Regions from separate parts of the Gossypium hirsutum genome. Here region 1 is linked to region 2. Evidence: chromatin contacts called from public Hi-C data. All regions are on one chromosome and are shown on one strand. Each heading gives the region's core, a stretch centred on a gene start, on an enhancer-like site or on the middle of the called end of the contact. The rest is flanking DNA. Distances are from core to core; before and after follow the strand shown.

The links. A called contact is a pair of places that touch in the nucleus more often than the background predicts.
Region 1: a contact with region 2 is called in a Hi-C map of leaf, with 2.0 times the contacts expected there. The contact joins the promoter of LOC107900589 here to the promoter of LOC107901956 in region 2. A contact is called at or near these places in 4 of 34 Hi-C or Micro-C datasets (callus and leaf).

Annotation. Positions count from the first base shown.
Region 1 is chrD06:56,857,374-56,863,529 of Gossypium_hirsutum_v2.1, forward strand. It overlaps LOC107900589 (L-ascorbate oxidase homolog), which reads left to right and starts at 4,200. Exons shown (of 9, transcript XM_016826245.2): 1 at 4,200-4,590; 2 at 4,696-4,805; 3 at 6,093-6,156. The coding sequence starts at 4,453.
Region 2 is chrD06:56,590,948-56,597,187 of Gossypium_hirsutum_v2.1, forward strand. It overlaps LOC107901956 (ATP synthase gamma chain, chloroplastic), which reads left to right and starts at 4,918. Exons shown (of 2, transcript XM_016828144.2): 1 at 4,918-6,240. The coding sequence starts at 5,719. It overlaps LOC107901955 (pentatricopeptide repeat-containing protein At1g11710, mitochondrial), which reads left to right and starts at 2,029. Exons shown (of 2, transcript XM_016828143.2): 1 at 2,029-2,364; 2 at 2,509-4,760. The coding sequence starts at 2,550. The coding sequence ends at 4,514.

The DNA.
Region 1 (6,156 bases), core at 2,950-5,449, 270 kb after region 2:
ATTTTCTACATTCAACGGATTGACAATGACCAATTAATTTAAATCTATTTTCGAAATTCAATTAATTAATTAATTAATTAATAATTTGAAAAACCATAAATTAATTTTCAGGTCCTTTCCATACTTGGTGAAAAAACCACATTCATTTCCAAATGTAACCCATTTCTCTAACTTTATTTGATTCAACATGCAATTCATTTCTGGTTTTAACGAGCTAGCGGTGGGACCGATTGGAAATGTATAATTAAGGCTTAAATGATTTATAATTAAGTTCCAACTTTTCGCTTATTAATTATAAACTCATTTAATCACAAAGTCATTCCACTATAATATCATGAATGAGCCCTCTCTAATGATATACCATTACGAAAGCTACTCAATCAGTGCTCGTCCAATGACCTTGTCATAATTGTGTTACCCTCACAGAATATCCTTAATCTCTTTGGGATAAATTTGTTCTTCCAATATTATCCTATTTTATCTCATGGTAACCATTACATCTTTCTTCATGAAAAGTCAGTTACTATCATATAATAATTAAGTCATTCGTCACAAAGACAAATGACCTGTGACCACGTTTACTTTTTATTTATCATGTAGTGCCAATAAGAGGATATCATTTACCCATGTCTTGGGATATGGATTCCAATATTGTGAATGATGCTACATACTGCAGAAGTCGTATACCCAACACACCAGCTTTCGACACCTTATCTATCTGAACTCAAGCTTTTACTTACATCAAAGTATACAAGCCATGCATACATACTCCATCACCTACTCGGGATTAAGGTATGTCACACTATGAACGCCACATGTGAATAAATTCATAAATGGATTCAGGATTTATTTTTCTTAGGTCCAGTCTGATATATTGTCAGTCCAATCAGTTACATATATTTCTTTATATTTTAGGAGTCATCTGCTCTGATTCCCAAGATAAAACATCTCCCCAATTAGACTTGATAAACGATATATTAGTCTTTCACTCGGTTTACTCATTTATGATTAGACTAAAGACATGTTTATCATCTTATTTAAGGGTTGGGGGGCTATAGGTAGTTCTAGGCATTGTATCGGAAAGCAAAGACTAGGGATCGTGATGCTACACTCATATGAAAATAAGTAAATAAAAAAAACTACTCGAATAAAATAAGATAAATTATACCATAGGTCACTCTACAATAGTGCCATTATTATTTTGGTCATTTAAAAAAAAGATTACTATTGTGACATTTTTTAATTTTTGATTAAAGTCAGAAAGCTCTTTATATTAATCCAAAACATTTTATTTATTTATTTACAATATAAGAATTTCCTTTCCTCATAACCATTCAACACCCACAATAAAAATCAACAATCTCCATCACCGACCATAACAATCACCATCCCTTGCTATTCATTTTACGTAATTGCTTCTCCAACATGGGTGATGCAATTATGAAATCCGAAAAAACATCACCTTTGTACTTGGCATGACAACGGCCGGATTTTAAGTAAACTACAACTAAAATGATGGGTAGACTTAATTTGAACAATGTCAGACTCAATTAATACGCGATTTAGATCAAATGAAGTAAAGAACAACTAAAAAGTGAGTTCATGTTTGGATACAATCAACTTGATTGCTACGGAAAGAAAAAAAAAAGCACCACGAAATAGTTCATAGCTTCAAGGTGATGCATTTTGCAGGTGCATATAAAATTTGCAATTCAAGAAAAAAGAGTCATGTTGGAGATGATGGGGAGGGCCATCAACATCAGAGCCATTAAGAGACTTAGAGGGCCATGCCGCCCAAGGTTTAAGACTTTCTAATTTTTCTTCATATTATGTATTAAAAATATGAAAAGATTAAGCTAAATTTGAGAGTAAAAAATTCGAATTTCTACCGTTTCTTTCATTTTTTCATCTTGTCTTATTTTCTTGACTATTGCAGAGTTAATACAAATTTTGAGCTTACCGTTTATATACTGGCATTTTCATCGGTTAAATGATATATCCTCAACCTACCAGTGTGTTATTTTTTAATGAAAAAGAGGTATTTAGATGTCTCGATAGTTTATTAGTAGAATTTGGAAAATCAATTTGCACCTAAAAGTTTAATATTTTTTAGATGCTAGTTACTTATATGCTTTTTTTTCATTTATTTATTTGCTTTTTAGCCATATGTATGACTTGTTCCGCTTTCTTTCACTTGTTTTCGATGAAGTCTTCTCATTTTTTTTAATTCTTATTGTTACAGGATATTTCAGTTATTTTAATTTTTTTATAATTTTATAAAATTAAATTTCAGGATTGCAAAAAATGAAAAAGTAAAACAATTGATATTTTTTTAAAGAGAAAAAGTAATGATACTTGTAATGCTAGTCAACCAAACAGTGAATCGAACCGAATCGAAATTTATATAGCTTTTTGTTAAAATAAGCATAAAATATGTCAAAATAAATAAATTTATAATGTTTATTTAACCGAATTAACCGAACTAGTAATAGCCTAATACATATAATACATAATATTATTTATTAAGTTCAGTTAATTCGGTTAATTATTCGATTTTAAACTGAATTAACGGTTAATTAAAATTTTTAAAAAATTTTAACTGAACGATTAACTGAATTAGATCAATTCGGTCTATAAATTACTATTTTCACCCCAACCATTGAATTTTAGCTAGGTCTCCGTGATTAGGATACAGGGTCCGCCACTGATTTTAAAGCATATATTATAAGCTCAGCAAATTAAGCAAGATTATAACATAGAATATAAACCTCATTAAGATTAAATAAAATAAAAAGTTGGAGAAAGACGATACTCTGTTTTTGAAAACTAAAACAGAGCAACTTTTGCGCATTATTTATAGCAAACTTGACACCATCTTGAGCATCCAGATTTTAACATGCGTTGCAAATAAATCAAAAAAACTATTTTAAACTAACTATAGAAAAATCACTAATTCTAATCCAAAGTTAAAAAAAATACTAGGTGAGGCAGTAATCAATTTAAACAATTAAGTAATTAAATTTACTCTTTTTTTAGAAACTATTGTATGAACTGCGAAGAATGACAAATAGTGATAACTTAGAGTCAGAGTCTGATATTTTTTTTCACATGCTTTTCCAGTCTTTTAAATAAATTTTTATTTCATGAATTACGAGAGGAAAATAAATTCTTAACAAAATGCGATTTGGACCCAATCACACCGAACACCCTAATCTTCTGTACAAATATATAACCACTCCTCGTCTGCTTCTGCATGACCGCGCATCTTTTGAAGCCATCTCTCACCATCTCCATTACCACTTTGGACTTTCGATGGGGAGCCGGGTTTATTTTCTGTAAGACGCATTCATTAACTTTTTTCTACTTCCTTTAAGCCTTAATATCCATTTCTCTCCTCATATAGATGTTAAGTGCATGGACATTATCTCCGTTTTCAATAAAGGACAGTATAATCCCGGAGCTTTTACATATTGTTTGGTTTCCCCAATCCCTGTAGGTGCACCAAAGCTATGGGGTGATCTAATTCAACTGCAGTGGCCTCGCCTCATTGTTGGATCTTATGCTTTGCCATTTGTTGATTAAAGAATACCACCCATCAACATTCTGCAACTGCAATAATAGTGAACCACTCTCAAAGCAGCCAACCTGGCCGTTGGATGGAACCCCGTGATATAGTTCTATTTCTTCCTAGGTTGTCACCATGTGAAAGGTATTGGATGTTTCAACCATTTTTCTCGCCGTATTGTTCGCCGATATATTTTATTCATCACAGAGTATTGCACGAAGTAATCTAAACATGAAAGTTCTTTAATCTAATAATGGTTCTTTCTTTGACCATTTTCTCCAGTCTGTTAATGGTGCCATTGCAATGGAAAATGGAAGACGGCATCAGTATCAAAACACAACAGTCTTGTTCGCTACCAAATTCGGACAATGGGCACATGAACTTAGGCAAGTCCAAGCTTTGCACGTGATTGGGGTTGATTCCTGTCTTGTTGCTTAGACTTGACAGCCTTTACTAACAATGTTCCATATATCACAAGCTCGTTTTATCAGTTCTGAAGGGGCTAATATCAAGCGGCTACTGACGGTCCCACCATATGAACTCGACCCATGTGATGCTAAATAGGGACATGATTAAGCTGGGACCACCGCTTCTCACTAGATTCAATTGCATTCAATTGGAACCCATTGACAGCTATTATGCAATGTGATCTTATAAAAAAAACGCTTTTTTTCACTTGCATACAAAACAGACCTCTGCTTTTGCCTCCATACTCATTCTAATAACCCCGAATAAACTGAGGGAAAGAAAGATTTAAAAAGGATACAACAATGGTGCCTTAAACTTTTTATAGATCTGTGTTTTATCTAACACTTTGCAAAAACAGGATTCCTGTTTTTTTCCTGTTTTTCTTTTGTATCCTAAAGTAAGTAAACGAAGTCAACAAAATGGGAGACAGCAAGCTTATCCTTTGTTGCTTCATTGCTTGCATTTTGTTCCTCGGCGTTAATGGAGAAAACCCTTATCGTTATATCACTTGGAAAGTCACCTACGGTGATATTTACCCTCTTGGAGTTAAGCAACAGGTACTTTCTTTCTTCTTTTCTGGGCTTCTTTTTTTGGTTTCTAAAAGCTACTAGTTTAGCAAGTGTTTGAGTAATGGATTGGAATGTGGAAAAACTGTATTGCAGGGGATCTTAATAAATGGGCAGTTTCCAGGGCCTCATATCGATGCAGTTACTAATGACAACTTGATTATCAGTGTTTATAACTACTTAAATGAACCATTCCTTATCTCTTGGTAATCATGCTAACATTCCTTTATTTATGCTTACTTTTTGTTCATCATTTACTTAATGTTGGTTCGGAAGACAAGGTTAAAGTAGAAAAGAACAAAGGAAAGTACATATAAAATCTTGAAAGCTTAGCATTAGCTCAAAATGCAGCTTTCATTTTAAGATAATGTGTGCTCTTTTGGTTTCATCATTGTATATAGTTAGATAACTACAGCTTAGTGGGAAAGTTTTTGAGTTTCTTAGATCTGAAGGTAAATGCTTGAACAGTAGACAATTTTTCCATCGGTAGACATTTGCATTTATGACTACTATTTTTAGTAAGATCTCAACTAATGCTAAATTTGATAACAAGGAAAACCTTATAAGCTACTTCTCAATTTGGTACGTGAGTATATCCCTAGTTTTTATCCTTGATCCTTTATACTTCTCAATTTGTTGGTTCTTATTTCATAGACTATCTTGCAGGGGCAGAATCAGAACAAAATTTTAGGGTTCGAAATTAAATTGTCATTTTTACGATAGTAAAAATGCAATTTAACCATTTTAATAGCCTATATCTTTATAACTTTTAAATGATTAAATCAAATTTTTTATTTTTAAGAGGGGCAAAGTGCAATTTTATGTTTACTAATTTAAAATTTTAAAAATTGTAAAGGCTCTAAATGAAAAATTTTCCATTTTAGGGACCGGCCTCTTAGTTACGCCCCTACTATCTTGGAAAGACCCTAACAATATGGTTCATTTTCATGGTTAAATGATTATTAAATCCAAGTTTTATAACGAATAACTCTTTCATGGACTCAATGGGTTAATAGTTTTATGATAATTCAGTTAGTGCATCTGCTGCATCTAACATCTGTGGAGATTCATGTTTAAAATATTAAAAGATGAATAAAAATAATTAACAATGTCTGCCTAGTTACGGCAGAGCTGGTTGCAGTAAATTATTTAAATGCATGTGCTTGCCTATAGAATAATAAAAGATGTGTCCTTAATTATGTTTACCAGGACGGTATCAGACCTCGGGTTTAGGCCTAGTTTTAATTAAAGCTGTGAATTATACAAATTACTTTAATAAAGCTTGGGAACTTTGCATATTATTGATCATTCAAAAGGTTTATTTTGTACTTTCCATAGTTTATGTTGTACTTATTAGTGACTGATCCAATTATCCATTATCTACCTGTTTGGTATGCATGTACTTAAATGTTTATGAAATAAATTGAAACGGCTTTTGGATGTCGCAATTGATGTGAAATTTGACAGTCATCTCCTGTTTTTTGGGTCTGCAGGAACGGTGTGCAGCAAAGGAGGAACTCATGGCAGGATGGAGTTTCTGGCACAAACTGTCCAATT
Region 2 (6,240 bases), core at 3,668-6,167:
CGATTTCAAAAACATAAAAATTATAAGAAATAAATGAAAAATGAACTTACATGCATCAATTTGGAGCTTGGCCAACCCTTCACTCAAAAAACATGGCTTCCTTCATTATTTTTTTCGATTGGAGAAGAAGAGAAGAAAAGATAGCTTTTGTTTTATTTATCAAATTACCTTTTTACCCTTAAGATTTTAATTTAAAAATTTACAAAGCAAGCCCATAATTTTCCACTATAAATATGCATATTTACCATTTAAGTCCATTAATTCACCTTTTCAAAGCTAATTGATCCAATTAACTAATAGAAATCAACTTTTTCAACTTTTACAATTTAGTCCTTTTCAATTAATTAACTATCTAAACATTAAATTTTCTTAATGAAACTTTAATAAAACCTTAATAGCACTCCATGAATATTTAATAAAATATTTATGATTCATTTTATAGAAACGAGGTCTCGATACCTCATTTTCTAAAACTATTTGACTTTAGGGTCATACCACTTAAACCTAATTATCATTCAAATAACATAATTTTCCAATTCAAAATTTATTTTAATACTATAATTGACTCGTAAATATTAAATAATAATATTTACGGGTTCGCTTGTCAAATTTGTGGTCCCGAAACCACTATTTTCGACACCATTGAAAAACAGGCTATTACAAATTTTAGTTTTTTTTTAGAAAATTTAAGATTATTATGAATTTTATAGTATTTTTTACTTAAAAAATTCAAAATTCCTTAAAAATATTAAAATTTTCATAAAAAATAAAAAACAAAAATTCCTAAAATTTTAAAAAAACCATAAATTTTTTAAAAAATTTCATAAGAATTCTAAAAATTTCTAAAACCTAAAATTCCAAACAAACTAGTATAAAATAAAAAGGCAGAGAATAAAGAACAAAGAACATAAGAGAGAAAAAAGAGAGCGTATTTTATTGATTAATCGAAATATTTACAAAACTTCTCCAAACTCTCTATTTATAGACGTAAGAAGTATAAATGAAGTAGATATCTACTTTTAATGACTATTAGAATTTAAAGTACATCAAAACTCATCTTGATCTTGATGGACATTTACTTAATAAGATATTCATAACACAAACATATTTTTTAGATTTTATAATTTTTTAATTTTTTTTGAAGTTTTACTTATAATTTTTAGATGTTATTTTTGATAATTTTCAAAAAATAAAAATAAAAATAAAATAAAAAATCCCCAAAATATTAAAATTCAGGAAATTATTAAAAATAAGAAAAAATAATTATCTATTTGAAAATAATCATATATATAATTAAAATTACAAGTATGTGAAACTTCAAAAAAAATCATAAAATTAAAATAAATCCATTTGTTTTGAATTTAAGGTTTTTATAAAATGTTAGAATTTTATGAAAAATTTTAAAAATTTATGTATTGTTTTGAGAGAATTTTATGAAAATTTTAAAAATTTATGTATTGTTTTGAGAAAATTTAGGGTTTTTTTTTTGTATTTTTATGATTTTTTTTGATATTTTAAAAGGAATTTTAAGTTTTCTTAAGTAAAAAATACCATAAAATTCTAAAAAAAATTCATAATATTCTAAAAACTTTAAAAGCATAAAATTCCCAATAAATATATATTATTAATTTTATGAACTTTTTTTATGTTTTGCATGCTTATAATTTAAATTTTTTAATAATAGATTATTTTTTTAGTTTTTTATAATTTATGAGTTTTAAGGATTTTTGGGTGTTGAATTTTTAATGATTTTTTTCGTTTTTATAATTTTAGAAATTTTATGTATTTTTTCCCCTTAACACGTGGTAGTGTTTCATTGGTTGGTTTAATTTTTAACAAAAATTTGGGTGGGTAACAGGGATTAAGAGCAGGGGCCAAACTGATAACAAAAATAAAGTATAAGGGTCAAATTGATAAAAATAGTACAGGTACTAAAATGATAATTTAGCTATAGTACAAGGGCCAAAAGTGGTATTAAGCCGAAAAACAAAGTTTATTTCTAGCCCAACTGGCAGATGATATTTTCTTTGCATCTTGTTTGATTTTTAAAGTGGCCAACGAGAAAGTTAACCCCATAAATCTATCCCAGTATAAGGTTGATCAAGCCCAGCAAAAAGGGAAAATATTAGTGGACAAAATTAAAGCCCAGGAATAACAAACAACCCATGATTGCAATGCCCATGAGCGATATCATGAGTTGCCGACATTGGAGCCGGTGGCAACCGGAAAGTTAAAAACATTTCACCGTTTTTGTTTGCACTAATCTTAGCAGTCACTTTTATATTTTCTTTACACCTAAGATCGTCGGCAGTCGTTCTTCAAGACACACTCCGTTGGAGCTGCTTAGAAGCTAGTAGTATTGTTGTAAGCTTAGTTCATCTCTTTCTTTGCCGTGTTTCATTTTTAGACTGCAACTTTCTCTTCTTTCCCCCTCTCTTGTAAGTTAAGCAGATTTTATGTTGCTATAGTGATTTGGGTTTTCTTTTTCCGTTTTATTCTTTTTTACAGAAAGAAGTGTTGCTTTTGATGAATTGGGTATCGATATTTCTATGGTTTTTGCTCTTTTTGTCCAAAGAAGTTGCTTTTTCAACCGAGGATTGCATTTAGGTAAGCAATTCTCTTGCCCAAATAGTGAAGACATTGTATTCAGAGCGATTTGTGTTAATTTAAAGCATAGAAGATGGAAATTCTTGGATCAAGTGTTCCCAAGTCTTACAAATGCATTGGTGAGTCGTGTTGTTGGCGAGTTTCAGAACTCACCTCAGTTAGCCTTGGAATTTTACGATTGGTTTGGGGAGAAAAAAGGGTTCCCACTCTCATTGACATCGCGTTGTGCTCTAATTCATGTGTTGGTCAAGTCGAGGCGATTCGATGATGCATTGTCTATAATGGAGAAATTAATACATGTAGATGGAATGACCCCAATGGAAGTTTTGGATGGTTTGTTGGATAGTTATGAAATTTGTAAGTCATGTCCAGCCGTCTTTGATGCATTGGTTAGAGCTTGCACTCGATGTGGTGCAACCGAAGGTGCTTACTTAGTTATTAAGAAGTTGAGAATGGAGGGCCGTCTTGTTACTATTCATGCTTGGAATAATTTTTTGAGTCAACTATTGAAGTTAAATGAAATTGTTAGATTTTGGAACATGTATAAGGAAATAATTTCTTACGGGTATATTGAGAATTTGAATACTTTTAACTTGGTTGTATATGCTCTTTGTAAGGAATGTAAATTGCTAGAAGCTATTTCAACATTTTATCGGATGTTGAAGAGTGGGATCCTGCCTAATATTGTTACTTTCAACATGATAATAGATGGAGCTTGTAGGGTGGGTGGCATAGAGCTTGCTTTGAAGCTAGTTGAAAAGATGGGAGTAATGTCAGAGAACTTTGTTTCGCCCAACACCGTAACTTATAATTCTATCATTAACGGGTTTTGCAAATTAGGTAAAGTTGCGTTTGCAGAAGAAGTCCTTAATGATATGATTAAGGCAGGTGTCAAGCCTGATGTAAGGTCTTATGCAGCAATGATAGATGGTTATGCACGAGGAGGGTGTTTGGAGGAGGCATTAAGATTGTGTGATGAAATGGTGGAAAGGGGCTTGATGCCTAATACAGTTGTTTATAATTCAATCCTCCATTGGCTTTACTCAGAAGGTGATATCGGGGGATCTTCTTTAGTATTATCGGACATGATTGACAAGCATGTATTCCCTGATCAATTCACCTACTCTACTCTTATACAGGGGCTTTGCAGAAATGGATATGTGATGCAAGCTTTTAAATTTCATTGCCAGATTATGGAAAAGAATGTCATTGAAGACACATTCTCACACAATATTCTCATCAATTACCTTTGTAAAAGCAATGATTTATCAGGAGCCATGCAACTTGTGGGTAGCATGTTCATCCGTGGTTTAATTCCAGACTTGGTCACCTATGGTGCTTTAATTGATGGGTATTGCAAGGAAGGGAAACTAGGAAGTGCTGTTTGGGTCTACGAAAAGATGAAGGTGGAGAAAAAGCCCAACATAGTGATATATAACTCTATTCTTAATGGATTGTGCAAGGAGATGTCAATGGATGCTGCAAGACGGATGATAGATTCATTAAAGAGTCTGGGTTTACCTGATGCTATAACATATAATACTCTCATTAACGGTTATTGCAGCTGTGGTAATATGGACGAGGCATTTTCTCTGTTAATGGAGATGCGAAAGGTAGGGAGGTTTGTAAACACAGTAACTTACAATACATTGATAAACTTTCTTTGCAAGTGTGGGTGCATTCAACAAGCAAAAGAACTAACGAAGAGAATGGTTCTAGAGGGCCTGATTCCTGATTTTATAACATACGCGATGCTCATTACATGTTCTGCTAAGAATTGTAGCGCAGATGAAGTTATTGAATTGCATGACTCCATGGTGCTTAACGGAGTGGTTCCTTACCGACAGACGTATCAAGCTATTGTCAGACCCCTCCTTGGGGAAGAAAATGAGGAGACAAGAGTTTAGTTTTTATATTTTCTTACTCATGTTAGTTCAGTTGCCTTTGATTTTTCCCCCCCTTCATTCTTATTCATTGTCATCAGATAACGAACAACTGAGAACTTTTTCTTTATGTCAAATAAATATAGGGATTTCGCCTATGGTGTGGATTGTAGCCAATTATGCAGCTGTCGAACACGACAGGTTGCTAATTTATGCCATTGTATGTATTATTAAGTGAAATTTTCTACTCGAAAAACAGTTTTAGGAAAAGATGATGTTATGATGATTGTTTCTGTTTTGTTTATAAGTTGGATATGCATTCAGGGGCCTGGAAGTTCTTGAATTGGCCTGTTCTTTCCTTTCTCATTACCTAGAGCTCTAAATCTCATAGGTTCAAAGGAGTAGACATTGACAGTTAAAAGCTCTTGCAACACTGATCTAGGAAGATGATGGAGCATTTCGGTTCTGATGCAAGATGTTTCGACCTGTTAAATTGGAATTGATCTTCTGCATAATTTTGACTAATGATGTATCGGTCCATGAATGTGTGGCCTTGAAATTTCATCATCTTTTTTGTTCCTTTTTTTTTCCTCATTTCTTATTGTTACAGGGTATAAAACACCAGCAATATGTCGAAGGCAACGCATTTGTTTTCTGAAATGTAATCTTTTGATTATTTTGTATGGAAGTATGATAGACATTCAAATCATAAAGCTCTTTTGACCTGTTCTCCAACCATTTTTACAGAAAATCAGTTTTTTTGCAACATAAAGTCTATGGCTTTTCTTATCAGGTACAAACCTTTTCCACACATATTTCCTGGAAATTAACACAAGTAAATATTGTAAGTATGGTTGAAAAGTATCAAAATTCATGGAGTGGCATATACCTTTCAGAATAGGGAACCTATCAAGTTAAGATCCAAGAAGCAACCATTAGGAGGTTGCCACTTCAAAAAGGCCCCATCAAGATGTAATGGTGAAAAATCAATGGACCAAAATTTCAAAATCCTTATCCCAAAACCTCATCCATTCCCTCCCTCTCACTTCCACACATTCCCTCTGATTTCCTCCATACCAGAAACTACTCTCCAACACACAAAAGGATAAGACTTGATAAAAATCAAAATACAAAAGCAAGCCATTGTAGGAAAAAGCTCTTTCTCTTGCTCTCTTTAGAGTAAATTTCTTTTGCAATCCTTTGTAGAGCTCCGGGATCCATTGTCACCATGTCTTGCTCAAATCTGACAATGTGGGTGTCCTCAAAACCCTCTCTTTCTGACACTTCTTCACTCTCTTTCCGTTCTTTCATCAGCCCTTTTCAGCTCCCATCTCAGAGCTCAACCCCCGGTAACCCTTCCAGGTCCTCATCTGTAACCCCAGTTCACTGTGGTCTTCGTGAGCTTAGAGACCGTATTGATTCAGTAAAGAACACGCAGAAGATCACTGAAGCCATGAAACTTGTGGCTGCTGCTAAAGTTAGGAGAGCACAAGAAGCTGTTGTCAATGGCAGACCTTTCTCTGAGTCCCTGGTTGAAGTTCTTTACAACATCAATGAACAGCTCCAGACTGAAGACATAGATGCTCCTCTCACAAACGTCAGGCCTGTCAAAAAAGTTGCTTTGGTTGTTGTTACTGGTGATCGTGGTCTCTGTGGAGGTTTTAACAATGCTATCATCAAGAAAGCTGAAGCTAGAATTGCAGAATTGAAGCAGCTTGGACTTGATTATACAATAATCAGTGTGGGGAAA